Regions from separate parts of the Mus musculus genome. Here region 1 is linked to region 2. A link is a contact called in public promoter capture Hi-C data. All regions are on one chromosome and are shown on one strand. The core of a region is the stretch at or near the end of the contact, and the rest is flanking DNA. Distances in the headings are between cores, read along the strand shown.

Region 1 (2,700 bases), core at 27-2,526, 370 kb before region 2:
GCTAATTGTGGTGGTGCGGGACTGCTAATGTCGTTCTGGAACCACCTTTAGTAAACTTGGTGGTGACACCAAGGACAGAAGCTTGGCCAGGATACGATGCACTGCCTGTGTGGTGCCCTGGAACTCGGCTCTGTACACCAGGTTGGCCTCAAACTCAGAGATCACCCTGCCTTCTGAGTGCTGGGATAAAAGGCGAGCACCACCATCACCTGGCTCCATTTTGTTGTTGTTGTTGTTAATTTGGGGAACTTTAAACATTTATTCATGTATGCATGCACTATGTATATGCCACATGAGTGCAGGAGCCTTCAGAGCTTTCAGAAAAGAGCCTTGGATTGACTCACAATTAGTTGTGAGGATTTGGTTGAACTGAGGGCAGGACTTCTGGAAGATTAGACAACACTCTTAACCATCTAGCTACTTTGTTTTGAGGGTGCTGGATCCCCTGGAACTGAAGTTTCAGACGGTTGTAATCCACCACGTGGGTGAACAAATGTGTACTCACTTTATATAGTACACCAACACCAGACTAAAATAACTATTCCACCTAAGTCGGGCTTGGAGGGTGCTAGTGAGCTTAGTGGGCCTGCAGGAGCAGGGTGAGGGTGAGCTTAGTGGGTTTGCAGGAACAGGGGTGAGGGTGAGCTTAGTGGGCTTGCAGTAACAGGGGTGAGGGTGACCTTAATGAGTTTTCAGGAGCAGGGGTGAGGGTGACCTTAGTGGGCTTGCAGGAGCAGGGTGAGAGTGAGCTTAGTGGGCTTGCAGGAGCAGAGGTGAGGATGATAGCTTCCCTGTAGCTTCACAAGTGGAACTCTGCTAAGGTCTAAGCATTCCAATGCTGGCAGGACAACATTCCACAAGAGTAGGCCTGTTTATTCCCTACCAGGACACTAGGCATGCATTGTATCAGCCTGCCACTGCCCTTGAAATAGACCCTAGGGTGATACCTGCAGGCTGCTGGCATACAGTTCAGTACACAGAGTGAGAGCTAAAAGATGACCTAGTGCCCAGATAAAATGAAGAGAGTACTTTTCATGCTAATATATTCCGTCTCTCGGGACTGAGAACTATGAACAGGCAGCAGATGTTAAAGAATCTCATCCCACTCTCACCTCTCATTACCACTCTCACCTCTATTTTTCTCCTTCTCCCCTCTTATTCCCTGTCCTCATTCTCTTTCCACTTCCTTGAATAGCCTCTTTCCCCTTTTCCCTCCTGATGTGACCTCTAGGTTGGCTCAGCTCCATGTTCAAGATGTTACTTACATAATATGGCTTACGAAAGCAAAACAACCTGCTGCCTGCCCTGCCAGGCTGTGAAGCCCAGCATGGAGAGGAAGAGCCTGGGCTTCTCTGGGGGTTGATGAGGCTGGTGGCTGGGGGTGGGTGGTGGGGTGGGGTAGGGAGACTGAGGATGGACACAACTTGGAACCAACACTTACATGTTCTACCTGTATTAGCCTGTCTGTCTGTCTGTCAGTCAGTCAGTCAGTCAGTCTATCTATCTTTCAATCTCTCTCTCCCCCCTCCCTTTCTGTCTTCTCCCTCTTCCTCCCTCTCTCCCTCCCTCTCCCCAAGGTTTCAAGTAGCCCAGGCTGGTGTTGATTTACTTTTGATTCTACTTTCACACACACACACACACACACACACACACACACACACACACACACACACACACACACAGAGAGAGAGAGAGAGAGAGAGAGAGAGAGAGACAGAGAGAGAGAGACAGAGACAGAGACAGACAGACAGACAGACAGACAGGCCCCCCCCCAAGCCAAGAGCTGAAATTACAGGTGGTGTGACATCAAACCTGATTTGTGCAGTGCTGGGAATCAAACCCAGGGCCTTGTACATGCTAAGAGGACATTCTACCAAAGTAGTTTTAAACCCCAGTTCTCCATCTCTTCAAAGGGATTCTGCCAGATCTGTAGAGGGAGCCTGACAAAGACAGGAGGCAAAAAGAAACCAGGGGACTAAGGACCATAAGGACCAGGGCCAAAGCTTATGCTAATCTATCCTGTTACTAGTGCTGGAGGTCTCCCAAAAACATTACAATAATCTACATTAGTTCAGTAGCATCTAGAAGTTTCCTCTGTGCGTGTGTTTACCTTTCTTTATGCTATACAAGCACTCGACCACAGAGCTACATCCCTATCCTCAAGGTTGTTCTCTGAGCAAAAGGGCAGAGCCTCCAAGATGCCTAGGAGGGACTTCCAGTTACCTTATCCCCCGGGGGATGTCCATGGCTCCCAGGTCCCCGTTATTCTAACAGAAATATCAATAAGGCCCAGTTAAGAGTCGCTCCTGAGAACACTTCAACAAAACCACAACACATTTTTGCATTTCCTGGGTTTTTCTTTTCTTTTCTTTTCTTTTCTTTTCTTTTCTTTTCTTTTCTTTTCTTTTCTTTTCTTTTCTTTTCTCTTCTTTTCTTTTCTTTCTCTCTCTCTCTCTCTCTTTATAATTTCTGCAGAGGATTTAGCTTTCTTGCTGAAGAGCAGAAGGACTGACCAAGGAGTTGCTGTTTAAGAGAGCTTGATCTAGCGTACCAAAATAATTTATGTACATGCTTCTACAATTAAAAAACTTTGTATCCCCCTGAAACAAGGTAGCCCTCCATCTCCTCTCCAAGTGCCGAGATTGCAGGAGTGAACCCCCTCATCTGTCTATTTTTTTGTTTGTTTACTTGCTTTTGAGA
Region 2 (2,700 bases), core at 108-2,607:
TGTGAGTGGATATTTCCATTCCCAACATTCACAGGGTAACTTACAACTGTCTGTAACTCCAGTACCAGGGTACCTAGTGCCCTCTTCTGGCCTCTATGGGCACTGCATGCATGTTGTGTACAGAGATAACTATACCCACAAAATAAAATAAAGTTTAAACTTTTAAAATTAAAACGGGGGGGGGGGGGGAGAGGGAGAGAGAGAACGAAAGAGATGCACACAGGCATACAAACAACCACAATGGAGTCCAGAGCACTTTGCAAGCTAGAAAGAAAACATATTTTCCCTAAATAAAATAATAAGCATCAAGCCAGGCATGGTGGTGTACGCCTTTAATTCCAGGATAAGACTGATAAGACCGATAAGACTGTGAGAACCTGACTGAAGCCTGAAGTGCTGAGTCTTCAAGGTGAATGAAGGGTGTGGGCACCTCTTCTGGCAGATGGAAATCAACCTCACCTCCTGGGGACAGACTACCCACCCATCTTGTTGATAAATTGACTATGCCAATAAATTAATATGGATCACTCTCAAAAAAGAAAAATACTTGTTTCACTTTCAAAAGTCTTTCTTTTCTTTTTCTTTCTTTCTTTCTTTCTTTTTTTTTTTTTTTTTTTTTTCCCTAGACATGGTTTCTCTGTGTAGCCTGGCTGTCCTGGAACTCACTCTGTAGACCAGGCTGGCCTCGAACTCAGAAATCCACCTGCCTCTGCCTCCACCTCCCGAGTGCTGGGATTAAAGGTGTGCGCCACCACTGCCCAGCTTCTTTTTTCTTTTGTTTTTTGTTTGTTTGTTTTGTTTTGTTTTTTGGTTTTGGTTTTTCTGTATAGCCCTGGCTGTCCTGAACTCACTCTGTAGACCAGGCTGGCCTTGAACCCAGAAATCCTCCTGTCTCTGCCTCCCAAGTGCTGGGATTAAAGGAGCGCACAACCACCTGTGGCCTGTAATCCACTCTTAAAATCTTCTCACTTCTCCCTTTTCCTACAAGGCAATGGGCAGGACTGGAGCAGTAGTGTCAGTCTAGAGAGCCAAGTGGCTGCTAGGCAGCCACCACTGTATCACAACATCTCACATCCAATGCAAACAAGACTTGGCACTTGCAGGACTTGAACAGGAGGAGAACTCCCGGACTCAGAATAATAAGGACAGTGGGTATCCAAGAGGTGCAGGAGCTACGAGTCTTTCACAAAATAGGCTGTGGCCACACCCAAGAAGGAGCAACTAGTGCAGTCTCGGGATTCCAGCCGGTGAAGCAGCTCCCCGGCCCGACGTGGAACTACAACCCCCAGGCTCCCCGCGCGGCCCCACGTGGTCCCGCAGCCCCTGAGTTAAAAGCGCAACCGCGCTGCTCAGAGGAGATCGCGTCTCCAGTGCACAGCAGCCTAGGTGAGCGCGGCGCCACCGAGCAGAGGAGTGAAGTCAGGTACGCTGGGCAGGGTAGCTTTGGGACTGAGGGCGACCCTGCCGCCTGGGGCCAGTGACACTCGGGGATTCTTTGCAGACCCGCGTAGCCTGGCCTCCGGGAACCCTTGTCAGAATCGGTCTCTTAAGCCTTTGAGCAGAAGGGAATTTAGCCGTTAGCTCTAATACACCTATCTCTTATAGAAGAGGTTGCTTGTATTTCATGTTTTGTGTTTTTTCAATATCTCATTTCTAGTTTGCCAAGTATTTCTCAAGTCATTCTCCTTGTTCGGAACTACATCACTTCCCCCTCCTCCCTTTTAAAACTTGGCGGTTTTAAATTTAAGCCAACTTTTGTCTGTAATTTGGCATTCCTTCACATGGATGAGGTCTCCAGGGATCTACCCTCTCCCCGGCGTTTCAACAAGAACATCCCAAGCTCACTTTAAGTCATGGGTGCGAGAGCACTGTGATTATTTGCTCTTAATTCAAATATGAAATATTTCAAAGCATAATATTCCCAAGTTGATCTTGTATCTCAAACTGGCCGCAGACTCTGAGCCTCCTGCCTCCAAGGGGCTTGCAGTGTTGAACAGAAATGAGCTTCTATCCTGCTTATAACGCTGGGATTTTTAATGAAAAGTAACAGTTCAGGAGGAAATCTGAAGTTAAACAATTTCCTATTTGGAGGATCAAGAAATCCTCTTTTCTCTTCTCTTTTCTGTGACTAGGTATCTCTATGATGTAGCCCTGGCTGTCCTGAAACTACAAGTAGACCAGGCTGGCCTTGCTCACGGATCTAATGTTGGGATCAAAGATGTGTGTTGCCATGCTCTGCTGAATCCTCTGGGTTTTGTTGTTTTGATGATTTTGTTTGTTTGTTTTTCGAGACAGGGTTTCTCTGTATAGCCCTGGCTATCCTGGAATTCACTCTGTAGACCAGGCTGGCCTCGAACTCAGAAATCCACCTGCCTCTGCCTCCCGAGTGCTGGGATTAAAGGCGTGCGCCACCATGCCCGGCTTGTTTTGATGTCCTTGAAACTGGGTCTTAAGTAACTCAGGCTGGTCTCCGCTGTCAGCCTGTGGTCAGCCACAGATGGGTTTGAACTCCCAACCCTCCTGCCTCCACCTCCCAGATGCTGGTCTTCAGATGCATAGCAATTCCTTGACTCTTAGAGTGAGTTTGAAAAGTGAGCTACACTGAAGGGATTGAAGTGGGAGACAGATGCTCTGAAGCAAAGATAAGCCACGGGGGAAACAGGCAGTGGCCTCGGGAATGTTTTTGAACAGTGGAGCTGG

Evidence for each region. Promoter capture Hi-C pulls out the DNA fragments that hold promoters and counts their contacts.
Region 1: a contact with region 2 is called in a promoter capture Hi-C map of liver. The contact joins the enhancer-like site here to the promoter of Npl in region 2. A contact is called at or near these places in 5 of 39 promoter capture datasets (the C10 cell line, embryonic stem cells, hippocampal neurons and 2 more) and 5 of 115 datasets of contacts at active chromatin or transcription factors (bone marrow-derived macrophages, embryonic stem cells, large pre-B cells and 2 more).

Annotation. Positions count from the first base shown.
Region 1 is chr1:153,917,282-153,919,981 of GRCm38.p6, reverse strand. No RefSeq gene overlaps it. Among named protein-coding and RNA genes, the nearest start is that of Glul, 19 kb to the right of the region's middle. Within about 2 kb of position 1,276, at least 21 of the 459 cell types and tissues checked have an H3K27ac peak or open chromatin away from gene starts, as enhancers often do. A contact at or near this core is called in liver, where this site is marked.
Region 2 is chr1:153,548,371-153,551,070 of GRCm38.p6, reverse strand. Npl (N-acetylneuraminate pyruvate lyase) reads left to right here and starts at 1,357. Exons shown (of 12, transcript NM_028749.1): 1 at 1,357-1,423.